2 separate regions of the Mus musculus genome follow, and region 1 is linked to region 2. The links are chromatin contacts, called in public targeted proximity ligation maps. All regions are on one chromosome and are shown on one strand. The core of a region is the stretch at or near the end of the contact, and the rest is flanking DNA. Distances in the headings are between cores, read along the strand shown. Region 1 has its middle 32 kb from the start of Fam111a. Region 2 overlaps Dtx4 (deltex 4, E3 ubiquitin ligase).

Region 1 (6,868 bases), core at 2,072-4,571, 66 kb after region 2:
TTAACTGCTGGTCGAGGTATGCTTGCGTTTTCTCACAGGATGAAGACTCTCCTGATCCAACCCCATGGTGGCTTTCAACCACCTCAGCAGCAAAGCCAGCAGCTAAATCTGGTTCCACCCCCAGAGTATGAAGAAGCCACTGCTGACAGCAATGAGTCCTCCGTGAATATTAACCCTTTCTATTCAAGCCCAGAAGCTATGGTTGCAGAGCTTGTACCCCGATTTCAAAGACTTCTGATTTTCCTAAAATACCTTCTGAACTTTTACCTCTAACTCTGAACCAGCCTTGGTATGATGACCCAGGAGGTCTCCCGGCAGCAAATTTACATTGTCTTTTATTCTAGATGCCATTTTAAGCCTAAGTCACTTTCTATCTCTAGAAGTTAAGGACCTTATCTTCTATAGTCACAATGCCGATTTATTTACTCAAATAAAAATAAACAGAGATATAAAAATCATTTTTCATTAACTATTTTTTATTTCTTTATTAATTTTATGTGCTTGTGTGTGTGTGGGCATTGCACCATGTAAATGAAAGGCCCATGGTAACCAAGAGAAGGGTGCTCAATTCCCTCAAACTTGAGATTCAGGGGGTTGTGAACCACTATTGCTGGGAACTGAATTTATCACCTCTGTAAGAGCAGCAAGTTCATGCATTTAACTGCAGACTAACCCTATTCTTTTAAAGAGGGCTCTTCCCAGGCAGCCTGATCTTGTAATCATACTCAGTGAGGGATTATAAGCCAGCTACCACTAACATGATGTAATTGTGCACTTTCATAGTCTTTAATCATAAAATTATTAGTCTATTGAAAAGAACATGGAAATTGTCTCTGGAACTGTCACCCATGGGTTGCTTCTTCACATTATTGTTTAAGTGATACACTAAGCTGAGTGGGAGCCATTCAAAGACTATATCCATGATCTTAACCCTTCTGTTGTAGAATCTGAGCCCTAGATTTCTGCCAATAACTACTGCTACTAAGCTACAATGGAAATCTATGTAGCCTCTCTGGACCTAGTTTCCTGTTTGCAAAAAGCAGCAGCAACTGTAAATGAGACAAATATATCCTATGGTGATATGTCCAGAAGAGTGAGTGCCCATGAGTCTAGGATCACCTCAGACTTCACTCACAGCTATATGGTCTTGAGCATGTTATTTATTTTCCACCTCTTTTTCACCCCAAAAGGCATGGCATAGACTCACCATCAACTATTGTGAAGATTAAAAATACATCATGCAAGCTGGGTATGGTAACACATACCTTTAATCCCAGTGCTCAGGAGACAGAGTCAGACAGGTCTCTGTGAGTTTGAGGCCTGATCTACAAAGCAAGTTCCAGGACATCCAAGGGCAACACAGAAGAAACCTGTCTTGAAACAAAACAAAACAAAGCAAAACAAATAAACAAACAATATGCAGGCAATGGCTTCAGGCAATGACTGCCTGTGACAGATTGATTAGGGAATATTACTGTTATTGATACTGTTATCAATACTAAGACTTAACTAGGGACACTCTTAGAACAGTGGAAGTTCTGGGGAAATGAAAATTGGAAAGCACATGAGGAACTGGACTGTGTCATAGTATTTCTGAGGCCACGGATTTATTTCTCAATCTGTTAGTGAACTTGGGGGTTACACTTAGGAAAATGAACTGAGCAGAGGAGACAGGGCAAGACAAGGCAGAGGTTCCATCATCTTATATTCTTGCTGAGGTTATTTTAGGTTTAACTCCAATTTGATCTCCTTGAAAGAATCCTATAGAAAATTCTTGCTGAGCAAGATAGCAGGCTGTGATTTTTGCCTTTAAAATCCCCTTAGTCTAAATGCTCAGGGATGTTATACTTGGGCCCCCGACTACTCTCAGCCAGTTGGAATAAAGACTTTCAATTGGCTATAGACAGTGTCTGAGTGGCCATCTCTGTTGGACTCCCTCTCCCACAGACAACAACATGAATTTTCCAGTTCCTTTGCAAGTGTTTTAGCAAGAGTTAAGAGGTTAAGAATCTACTCTGTATCCATTTCCCCACCTCCTAGCTTTTCCCCTATCCAGACAGAATCATGTTATAGCAAAATATTCAATGCTTGCAGCTATCCTAAGCCAATCCAGGAGGAGCTAGGATTCCACTGACCTTAATACAGGAGTTGCTGCCTCTTCTTCAGTGAAGTCACAAAGTAATGGAGCCTGTGGAGGGTTCCCTGACCAGTCTCCTGGCCCCACTTTTCACCACCGCAGCCAATTACCCTTTAATTTCTCATTTCCCTTTTCTCTTTCTTTCCTGTCTTCCTTACCCCTCTTCATTTACATCCTCTGCCCTACCCCCCTTAGTTCTTTTTTACGCCCTCTTACACCCCCACCCCCATTTCTTGACCAATCTTAAAGATGCTGAAAGCTTACTAGCTTGACTGATTTCTCTCTCTGTTTCGATTTCCTCAGCCAGAGTTTTAAGAAACAAGATAAGAGGAAACTGAGAAAGCTGATAACATTTGAAATGTAAATAAAGAAAATATCTAATAAAAAAAAAGAGAAGAAACAAGATAAACAGATAACAGACACCTTGTCCTAACCCACCACATTGCTGCCTCCAGGACACAGTGGGACAAGAAGCAGCCACTGAAAACAAACTTATGCTTTCCTGGTCCTCCAAATGAATGGCACTTCTGTCCTTTCCAGCCCAGGGGTTCTAGTGCTGCCAAGCCCTTGTCCACCCTGGAAAGTACCTGTGTAGTCTCTGCACTTACATACCTGCTGCACATATTGCTCTCAGCCAGCAAACCCAGCCCCTGACTCAGGTCAGCTCTTCTATGAGGAGTAATCAATTAAGCATCTCTCAGAGACATAGTCTGGTCAATGAGAACGCACTCAAGGAAGGTCTGAGTAGGTAAGGGAGCAAGGCAAAGGAGAAGAGAGGGTGGGTGAAAGGAAGCTACACCCTTAGAAAATTAATCTCTGGCCAACTGGTTTGTTTTATGCCATTCCCACCTTAAGTTTCTTTTTCTCCATTTTATTTCTGACTTTTAAGAAGGAGGGAGCACTAGCTCTCAAACTGAGTTTCATTACTCTTCCAAACCTTCCCTCTTCCTTCCCAGTCGTCCTTACCCCTCTTCATTTACATCCTCCTCTGCCCCACCCCCTTACTTCTAGTTTACTCCCTCCTAGCCTCCCTCCCCAACCATTTCCTGACCAATCTTAAAGATGCTTAAAGCTTCCTAGCTTCACTGATTTCTCTCTCTGTTTCAATTTCTCTGCTCACCCTCCCAACACCTTTCAGCATTTACATTTGCCCCATTCTCTGCTTCTTTGACAGTTGAAGAGGGGGGATGGGCTGTTTCCTGGGTGGCTAACAAGGGGCAGATCTTATCTGTCACACATAAAAGCACTTCAAAATGTAATCATATAATAAAACAGTCTTCTGTAGCAGGTGTACCCTTTTAATCCCAGCTCTCAGGAGACAGAGCCGGGTGGTTTTCTGTGAGTTCAAGAACAGTCAGGTCTATATAGCAAGCTCTAGGTCTGCTAGGGCTATACAATAGAGAGACCCAGTTTAAAAACCCCAAAACCAAACCAAAAGAAATAAAAATCCTTAAAAAGTAAATTTGCCCATTTTATTCAGCTTTTGACAAGCACAATTAAAGAAAACAGAAACTATTACAACCTCTTTTGATCCCCTCCAGGGCAGAGAACACCTGCAGAGAAGACCTTAGAGCCCTGTACTGGTTCTAGCTGGTTGCTAACCCAAATGGGGGCTCCCAGAAATCTGGTGTTAAATAAAGTTCAGTTTATTGCCCTTGGGGTAGTTAAAACAATCACTTCATGAAATCTTAGGAGAGATTCTTAGGAGAGAGTGAGGGAGAAAGATCAAGCTGAGCTGAGCAAGACTCTGACGTGCTGACTTCTGGTTTGCTGCGGGAGATTGGTTAGCATTTAGTAGCAGAGTCAAGATTTGTGGATTACAGGAAATTTAAGATTTTGAAACAAAGGGTGAGGTAATCTTGTTTTGCACAGTGTTCTTTATGTTTTCTATTGAAGGTTGGTTGGATTTTTGAGGAACCTACTGGAAAATCAAGAGGTTTTTCACCTTTCTAGTCCATGGTAGAACATTCCTACGATAACACATTTGTGTTGATGGAAACAGTTGGTGAATAGTCGTACGGATGAAGTAGCCACCTATGTGAGTGGAGCTGCTTCCTACGCACATGCCTGAGAAAGAAATCCGAATACAGCACTTACTCTGTGACACTCAACAAAACGCTGTGGGGCTGGAAAAATAGCCTACCAGATGCAGAGGTTTATTCCCCAGCACCTACATAGTGGCTCACAAGTGTCTGTGACTTCAGTTCCAGGAGATCCAATGTCCTCTTCTGACCCCTCCAGGCACTGAATACACACAGTACACAAGCATAAATCCAGGCAAACACTCACACATACAAAATTTTAAAATAAAGTAAAATCTCAATTATGATGGAAAAATCTCAGGAGGCATTTTCATGACGTGGCCAAGATGGTTTCACAGAAATTGCTTTCAAAAAATTAGCATGGGTCTCCTTCAAGCACTGCTGAAGAAATGATTACTGCAGTTCACTTTGGCTGCAGACAGAGCTGTACTTCCCACTTAAAGCATTATAGCACATGGGTGCACAGGTTTGTCTCAACTGATCTCTGAAAAAGTAAAACGTAAAAACAAAATTCTAGGCCTTTAGGCCCAGGCTTGTGAATGTGACCTTTGTGACTCAATGCTCCAAGGTATGCTAATCATAAAACAGATAGCGACATTCCTCCACCCACCCGCTTTCTGGGTTCAAAGAGTGTTCATTCAAAGAATGTGCTATTGTTAGGGCCTCTTAGAAACTGTCTTGAGAGATAACCTGAACACTTGTGACACTTGTGACTTTGTACTTCCTTGTGACTCTTAACTGGTATCTTTGGTATTTTCCAACAATGCCCTCCCCAATTCCTTGAGTTGTGGTTTATTCCTTTAAATACCCCCTTACCCAGCTACTCGGGGCGCCACGGTCCTCTACCCTGCGTGGTGTATGACCGTGGGCCCTAGAGCACTCTTGAATAAAAATCCTCTTGCAGTTTGCAGCAAGATCGTTTCTTGTGGGTGATTTTGGGGTGTCGCCTCTCCTGAGTCAGAACGTGGGGGAGTCCTCACATTGTGGGTCTTTCATTTGGTGCATTGGCCAGGAAACGGGACCACCCTTCACACCCGAGAACCGACTTGGAGGTATGGGGATCCCCTCTTGTGTACGTGCCGGCCGGTGTCTCTGTTTTGAGTGTCTGTTTTCTGAAACAAACATTGGAACATGTGCTTGTTGTGTTGGGTTGTTTGTGTTTTGTCCTATGTTTCTGAAGCACGGCGAAGTCTGAGTTTGGATCCGTCTGAGTTTATTGAATTTGTGTCTTGGTTTCAGGGTTACGAGATCGTGGGTTCGAGTCCCACCTCCTGTCTTGGTTTTACATCTGGCAGAGTGAGGAAGGAGTGTGCTTCTCTGGTTTTGGTCATCTAGGTAGAAGTGGATGACGTTGTTGGTAGACGATGGGGTGATGGGGTTTTCTGAAATGCACGCAGTCTGTATTTGCAGCTATCCTTTTGGGCCATAAGGACCGAAGGACTGTGGTCGGCAGACGTGCTAGGAAGACCACAAGCTGCCACCCTGGGGGACGCCCTGGGAAGTAAGGAGAGCCAGGGATGCCTGACCGTCTCCGGAGATCGGTCAGAGGGACCGAGTTCTGTTGAAGCGGAAGCTTCCCCCTCCAACATCATCTAATTCTTTTGCCTGCTTGTGGAAGACAAGAAAGGGTCGAGTGTGTCTAGATCTGTTGGTTTCTGTTTTGTGTGTTTTTGTGTATGTGTTTAGAGCTATGTGAAAATCTAGAGAAGCAAAGGTAATTCTCATAGGTGCTTTATACCCTGACTAGAGATAGTTTACACCTGAGATGTGAGAGAATGGGTTTTGAGAAAAGCAGTACTCTCCGACTATCTGGGGATAATTTGGTAAAAAAATAAAATAAAATAAACAGTATCAATTGGTCTTTGGAGCCCTGCACCTGTAGTTAGGAATCTAGTGTGGCTGGAGAAGCCCTGCTAGGAGCTGATTATAAATGCTGCTCTTATAGGGACCAGCAGCTTCTCAAGTTCTATGGTAAGGGAACAGATGGCTGTTTTTCCTACAAAAATCTCTGTGCTTGTGATTATTGGATTCATCAGGTGACAAGGTGCTCCTCTCTTGAAATTACAGCTAGAAAAATTAAGAATTTTGTTTGGTTTAAATGAGCAAATGTATACGGCCATTTCATTTTTGTTTCTAAATAGTTTCAAAAGTAAAATATGTTTTATATGTCTTGGTTATAGATTAGTGGCTCATAAGTTATTGGTTATGATTAAAAATTTGTAACATTGGTAACAAAAAGTTGACTTAAAACTGGTAACTCTGAGTTAGAGTAATTTAGAACTACAACATGCAGCATGAGACAACCCATGGGAACAGGTCTCTAAAGATACACCTGAATTGGGTAATCTATGTAATTCTTATTCTAGAAACCCGACTTAAGATAGGATTTAGGGTAGTGTCTTTTTGAGGTATTGGCGGCTACACCTTCTTGTGTTTGTGTGCAGGAACAGGCAGCCAAACTTTGTAGCAAGTAATGTTTTTAGAGTTCATTTTAAAAAAAAATAGGTTGTTTACACTGTTAAAATTGGGTTTTGCTCCTCAAAATTGTGGTTGTACTCTCATGTTACAAGAAAAATTAAAGGCTTCTCCAAAATCGCAGCCACCAGCTAAATTGGCTCCTCCAAAATCTATAAAGCCTCCTGAGTAGCCTAGTCCACTACCTCCCCCTTATCCACAGCCTCAACCCCAG
Region 2 (7,482 bases), core at 2,696-5,195:
TTCCATAGCAGGAAGACACATGAGGAGTCTGCAGGTGAATGCTTATGCACACCCCCCCCCAAATTCATGGGAACTTCTCACCAACACCTCCAAATTGAGTCTTATCATATGGAACTTTCTGGGGTCTATTAGGTCATGAGAATGAATGTCAGTGAATGAGATTAACACACTTATAAAAGGAGGCTGGCAAAGGGAATTCTTGCCCTTTCTCCCTGGCGAGGACACACAGAGAAGAGGCTTTGTCTATGAGCAGGAAGTGAATCCTTGCCAGATCCTGAATCTGCCAGCACCTTGATCTTGGACCTCCTAAACCCGAGCACTGTGAGAAATAAGGACCTGCTGTTTATGAACCACTCTGACTACAGTCTGTGGTAGTTTGCTAGAACAACTCAGATATGCTTACATAGTCTTGAACTTTCACCCACAGCAGCAACATAACCACTAACATGCGATGCAGAAAGGCAGACATTTGTTGAGTAAACTTCTCAGATCTGGAAAGGAAGCTGACTAAATCTTGCCTCTTTCATTTCCCCAACACTTCCCCTAGACAAGTGGTTTTTCACCCTCTTAGCATCAGGCAAGATTCTGAAAGCCCAGTTACTTCAACTACACAATTTAGAACCCTGATCGTGAATTACAAGGAATCCTGAAAACAAATAAAATAATTTCCCACCAATTAGGATCCCAGAACATTTGGCGTATGCTTTGGTGTGTGTTCAGATCAGGTCAACCAGGGATCCTCAGAAGATAAAACAATTTCCAGTTCTGAGTTTCTATAAAGCTCTTAGGAGTTAACACTGGTATTTCCCCAGGACCAGCCTTAAAATAACAGGGCTCTAGATAAGGATCCTAGAGTATGTAAATTATTGCCAATAAGATTTTGAGAAGAAAAAAAAAAGTTGCTCCACTCCCAACCACCTGCACAAACATTCTAATCAGGCTGGTGAGGTGACTCAGTGAGTGAAAGTACTCGATGTGCAGGTCTGATGGCCTGAATTCAGATCCCCAGAACCACGTTAGAAGTCAGATGCCGTGATGCGCATCTGTAATCCTGGCACTCCTGTGGGGAGATGGGAGGTAGACACAGAAGAATCACCTGGAGGCTCTCAGGCTAGCTAGTCTGGAGTAGTCAATGCAGCAGCAAGAAACAAGAGGGCAGGGTGAGAACTGACTCCTGAAAGTCGTCCTTGGACTTTCATGTGCACACTGTGGCACATAAGTGCATGTAATGCCATAGAAATCATACTCATGCAACAGAGAGAAAGAGAGAGAGACAGAGACAGAGACAGAGACAGAGAGACAGAGAGTGAGTGAGGGAGAGAGACAGAGAGAGAGAGACAGAGAGTGAGTGAGAGAGAGACACAGAGAGAGAGAGAGAGAGAGAGAGAGAGACAGACAGACAGACAAAACAACTTGTAATGATATCTATTCTTACCTAGGGTTGACTCAAATATGACCTCATTACTGCATATGTACAGAATTAAAAGAAACAAGTTCCTTGTGGTCCGTGGGATGCAGAAACAGCATTAAATGCCCCATCTAGGCCTACTACAAAACATCTGTTCTTACTTTTCTCCCCTTCTCGCTGTCTGGAAGGTAACAATGTCGTGGGAAGCCACGGGCACTGAAGCTCTTCCCAGGATTCGGATGCTCTGGTCCCTGAAAGCAGAAAGAAAACAAAGATAGCTTGCAAAACATTTCTGATGAGAAGTTAGTACAGGCTTTGGTGTGACAATAACAACAGCCACAGAGTTCAGACAAAGGACAAACCAAAAAAAAAAAAAAAAAGCCAGAAAACCACAGTCTATGTTCTCATAGAGCATGTGACCTGTGTTTGGACTGCAGCTGTAGCTCCCTGCTGGATCATATGGAATTCCCCTCTCTGGTGACAGTGACTTGGAAAACTCACCCTATGGGATGTGACCAACACTCAGGGAGCTTGGTGCCCATATTTGGGAAAAGCACAGTAAATTTCCTCATCACAGTACCAACACCACCTATTCTACTCTTTTATGAACGATGAAGAGTGCACTCCACCAAAGTCAACTGGCTGCAAAAATGTTAACTGACTTTGCCAAAACTAACTTAAGCCCAGGTTCCCTGAGGCATGAGCTTGTAAGTCAACTACTCAGAATATTAAAGTTTTCTGAGCCCCAAGTCAATCAGGGAGAATTTTCTGCACATTTCTTGTGGTATTTCTCCTTTGTTTTCATGGATTTTTGCTTCCTTACTCAACAATATAGATTGCAATGTTCAGGACAAAAAAAAAAAATCTCGTGACACATCAGTTATCATCACACAACACTCCAGGACACAAGCTGTCTCAGGACACCGAGTGGGAAAGACATCCAAGCAGAGCTGAGCCGGAACCCAGATACCATGGTACTGTGTGTTGTTTGTCCCCTCCAAAACTCTTGCTGAAATTTGGCTTCCACTGCAGGCTTGTGGGCAGCTGAGAAATGTAAGAGGCGATGAGGCCTTCTCCTGAGAGCTCTCATCTTGGTCTCAAGGGAACGGGTTAGTTGTCATGAAAGCCTGTTGCTTTCAGAGCAAGGTTGCTTGTTGTGTTCTCTCTCTTCTGAACACATCTGTTTGCCTATTTGCTGCCATGAGGAGAGGCACTAGGAGATCCTTGCCCAGTGCAACCAGACATGACTGCTGGATTCCCCCTCCTTCAGAATCATGAGCCACATTAACCTCATTTCTTTGTAAATCACTCAGCTCTGAGATTCTGTTATAGCAACAGCAAAAAGGCACAAGATACTAGGCCTCCCAATTGGTGTCCGTCTTAGTCTCACTTCTTGCTATTATGGTAAGATACCCTAAGAAGAACCGAAAGGGAAAGGAGTTTATTTGGCTCATGATTCCAGGTTATAGTCCATTCTTGTGGGGAAGTCAAAGCGGCAGGAACCCAAATCAGATAATCACATCCCACAGTCAAGAGCAGAGAGCTATGATTTAATGCATGCATGACAGACTAGTTGTCTCCACGCTTACACATTACAGATCCCCATTCCTAAGGAATAATGCCACTCACAGTGGGCAGGTCCTCCCACCCCAGTTAATAGAATCAAGAAAATTCCCCAGTAATCCCATGAACCCATCATTGGGATTATCTTCCTGTATGATACTAAATTGTGTCATACTGACAGAGCTATCACAGGCTCCAAGGGGTGAATGGTTTATGAAGACTGATGTAACAGCTTTCCACCCATACAAATGCTTGTCTATAATTTTGAATATCTCTCATCTCTTGAGACTGTAACCTTGTTTAAAGATTTTACTTTGTAAGTGCAAAGAATATAATATTGACAATTTTATGCAGCTCTTGGTACAAGCTCTCTCACAGATCAATAAACTCATCATGGCTTTGTAGTGAGTGAGTGAGCGAGTGAATGAATGAATGAAATTGAATTCACTGGCTCAAAAAGAAAAGAAAGAGGGATCATTGGGGAAAGTGTTTTGGAAGAAGGAAAGGAGAAGAGAGGGGGCAAAAGCATTTGAAAATGCACAAACTCAGTGTACACATGTATAAAATTGCCAAAGAGAAAAACTATTCAAATTTTAAAGTATAATTTTTATTTATTCTTTGAGAATTCTACTTATGTACAAAGTAAATTTTGATCATAGAAAAATGTTAAAAGATAGAACAATGTCACTGTGAACTAAAAGAAACTAATGTTCTCTGGGATGGAAAGACTGAGTTATAACTTAACAGCCAGACAAAATCTCTACAAAGGTGCCTCATCCTCAGGACCACACATCTCCAAGCCAGGCACCCTCATGGAGGGACCACGCCTGACCATGCCTCCAGCTGCCTTGCTGATGCCCTGGGCTGCTGGCTGTTTCCAGCTCAGCAGGTCTGGCACCAACCCAGTAAGGCTGCTCGTTTGTTCTGGGCCTGTTGCCAGGTGAAGCAGTCACGACTCTGCCTCAGCCTGGCCCAGAGCTCCTCCCACAGGGACTCACTTTCTGCAGTGGAAGCAGTGCTTGGCGAGCTCAGCTTCTCACCAAAGCCCAGGCCTGCGTGATCCGTGATCCGTGGAGCTTCACAAAGCAAGCACAGAACACTTTTCTACTGACTCACCCTGGTGAGTCTGCAGAGCATCTGACCATTTAGAGATGCGTTTCCTTTTCAAAAGCCAGGGTGTTACTAGAGGTGCTAGGGCCCTGCATAGGCAGCATTGACCCCTCCGTACACTTACAAAGAAGACTCTCTATGTCCGGTAACTCCAGAGGCTTAAATAAAATGTGGCCTTCTTGTCAACAGATGCCCCACCTTGATATTTGGTTCTACTTTGACCCTTGCTGGACTCTTTCCTTCTTGCTTTCTTGCTTTCTCTTTCATTTTTAAAAACACTTGTTTATTTAGAGAGTGCATGTGCGAGTGTGTGTGTGTGTGTATGCGTGTGTGCGTGTGTGTTTGGTACGTGTGTGGAAATCAGAAGACAACATGAAGGAGTCAGTTCTTTTCCTTCCACTATGCAGGTTTCAGGGATTGAACTCTGTTTATCAGAACTGGCTTTCAGTTATCAGGGCCCTTACCAGTGAACCATCTTGCCAGCCCACTCCCACATTTTCATTCTTCCGTATCATTCCAGCCAGCTGCCCCAGAATCACTCTACAAGTCTCTCCCGGGCTGAGCCAAGCACATCTTACTTTTTTACCCTGGTCTTCCCCTTAGTCGGGAGCCTGAAATATTACTGCAGACTTATTTCCACTCATCTCCCGTTCTTAAGTCATACTGGCCTCTTAAAGCATATTTACACGTTACATGTCTTGTAATCCTAATCAGACAATCATCTCCAGGGACTCCTCAGAGCCTAAGCAAAGTCCCCATCGCTGGCCCTAGCATTAAACGTCTTCTGTGACCTGCCCCCTATATCCTTATCATGTCCCCTCCTTCCATGACTTTTGCAAGTCTCAGGCCCCAACCTCCCAACTGAATAAATTCTACTGTTCTTCAGCATGCATTTTTCTCCACGGTTGTCTCTCCTGCAGCTAACTAACTGTGTATTCTGTATTTCTCTCAGGGATTCACTAGAGAATGCTTTGCACCAGAAAAGTCTCCTCCCACCTTCCAGACAGACTACACATAACCTCCTCCTCCTCCTCCTCCTCCTCCTCCTCCTCCTCCTCCTCCTCCTCCTCCTCCTCCTCCTCCTCCTCCTCCTTACCACACCTCAGCCAATCAGATAGCAGGAAGCAAAGTCCCGGGCACCTTAATAGTGCCTGGGAAGCTCCTGGTGGACTTTCCCACTCCTTGGACCTCTGCCTAGCAGATTCCCAGCAGCACAGATGAAGAATAAAAAAAGATCTGAAGCTAGGAGAAGGAAGCAGGCACCTTGAAGACAGCCAGGAAGTGGGACCAGGGTCACAAGACTTTGAAGCCCTGCAAGTCCCTTTGTCTGTGTAACTTTCATCAGTGGTGCATATCCGTTTCTGTTCTCCAGACGAGGAGTGAGAGGTATTTATCTTGCTCTGCCTGGTTACAAGTGCCCCAAGGAAGAAACCTCATGTTTTATGGACTATCACACGTTGCTGCTTTACTTTCTGATAACTTGCCGTGCTCTGGAAGTACTTTGTCTATTTATATTATTTATTTTACCATCCTCCTGGCCCCACCACAACGGGGACTTCGAGGTTCAAAGATGTAATCAATTTGAGCTCTGTTTCACCAGTACCTAACCCAAACCCGGGCACAACCCACATGCAAACACTTGTCAGACAGAAGACAAGCAAGAAGGCACAGGTGGGAGTGAAGAAGCGTGAGCAAACCAATGTTTGCTTAGGGTTAAATCTGGTCTGCACCCTACAACACCTAGGAAAGGCTCCACACTGTGTGAGGGAAGAGCTACATTGCGTTTATTCATTAGGATTATCATTCATATTTGTTTGAGGGCTGACAGTCTTCCAAACACCAGAGAAAAAAGAAATGCCAGTAAAGACAAAGCCAAGCATAACCATCAAATTGTTAAAAATGCAAATAACTGTTTGACCAAGAAATTCTACTTCCAGAAAATTATTCTACAGACATGGTCACATGACTACTATTAGTTATTAGTTGTAACATTATCTGTTGTACTAAAAGATTACAAACAATGTAAATAGACAGCAAACGGAGATGTTGAATTAAATATATATACAATGGATTATTACACAGACATAAGAATAAGGACATTCTCTATTAACATAGAACAAAAAACCCCTAAGGTTCATATTGTTATTTGGAGTGTGAAACAATGTGCCTAAATGTGGCTTTTTGTGCAAAACTGGGAGGGGAGGATGCAATCTCCACTGAGTACTACAAGGGATGCTGGAAAGACACAGAGAAAAAGGAACAATGGAAGTGAAGGGGGAGGCACAGTCTGGGGACAAAGATGGGAAGGAGGCTTCTCCTAGCACAACATTTTACCCACATTCCAAGTTGAAATCATGAATGGAAGCATCCACGGGCAGGCTCACCTGAATGCCAGGGGGGATACTGTAGATGATCCGGATGGTCTTGCAGTCCGGATGGCCAGGCAAGGAGTGGGGGATGAGGTGGTATTCCATCTTCCCTGGAGGCTGGGTGCCTGTCTTGACGCCATAAATGGTCTTACATGTTGGGCACTGTAAACTCCCATCCTGGGAAGCCAAATCCAGTACAGTCAGATTAGAAAGCTGCTTTGTTCATGACCTTCCCCTCAACCCGCCTAAAGCACCAGAGAAAATGGTCTCAAGAGGGAAAACTTACCCAGTGGATAACAGACCCGAACCCTCTCTAGCTACTTAAGCCTTTTTGGCTTTCTCTAAGATAACAGGAAGAAAATGACATGAATAACCCATGTTCCATACTGAGGCACACAGATGAGTCACCTCTGTCCTGGAGGGGAAGAGCTGACTAGGGCAGGAAGCCAGCACAGGGAATTGTGGTTTAGCCAATGCCCACATGGATGCAACACATGGTAACGGCTCAAGAGCAGCAATTTACCAACTGCTAAGCCCCAGACTCGCATCAAGTCTACTGTGTCAGGACTGGAAGCCTGAGAAGTGCAGGGGTTCAGAGTAGGACCTCTACCATAAAGCTGCCCGGCCTGAGTCTCAGCTCTGCCGTGTAGCCGTGGACAAGTCAACCTGTCTCCGTTTCCTTGTAAAAACAAGAAATGTAATCCTCTTTCAGTGGGCTAGTGAAAGTTAGGTGAGATGCATGACGAAAATATTCAGTATGTCCTATCTAAATGATACTAGTGTGCTGCTTATACTATCCGTGGAGAGACAAATAGTTGGGTCCTGTGTTGGAAAAGAACCAAACTGGCTTTAAGAAAATGGTTCTTAAGAAAGAAAATGGTTCTTAAAAACAGTTATAAATTGGCTTTACCTGGGAAGGAAATGAGAGCCCCTTTAGGTAATGGGAACTGAAGAACATACAGGCTTAAGGACTTGCCATCAGCCAGGAATTCACTGGAATTCCAGTGAAGTCTCAGATCTCCCCAGTTTTCT

The links.
Region 1: a targeted proximity ligation map of memory CD8 T cells shows a contact between it and region 2, with 331 read pairs. A contact is called at or near these places in 3 of 39 promoter capture datasets (frontonasal cranial neural crest, macrophages and pre-B cells), 3 of 484 Hi-C or Micro-C datasets (all in CD4 T cells), 5 of 130 datasets of targeted methods (CD8 T cells, the SCID.adh cell line, effector CD8 T cells and 1 more) and 1 of 9 other capture datasets (adipose tissue).

What each region holds. Positions count from the first base shown.
Region 1 is chr19:12,538,575-12,545,442 of GRCm38.p6, forward strand. No RefSeq gene overlaps it. Among named protein-coding and RNA genes, the nearest start is that of Fam111a, 32 kb to the right of the region's middle.
Region 2 is chr19:12,471,661-12,479,142 of GRCm38.p6, forward strand. It overlaps Dtx4 (deltex 4, E3 ubiquitin ligase), which reads right to left. Exons shown (of 9, transcript NM_172442.3): 7 at 6,466-6,627; 8 at 1,570-1,659. Among named protein-coding and RNA genes, the nearest start is that of Mpeg1, 15 kb to the left of the region's middle.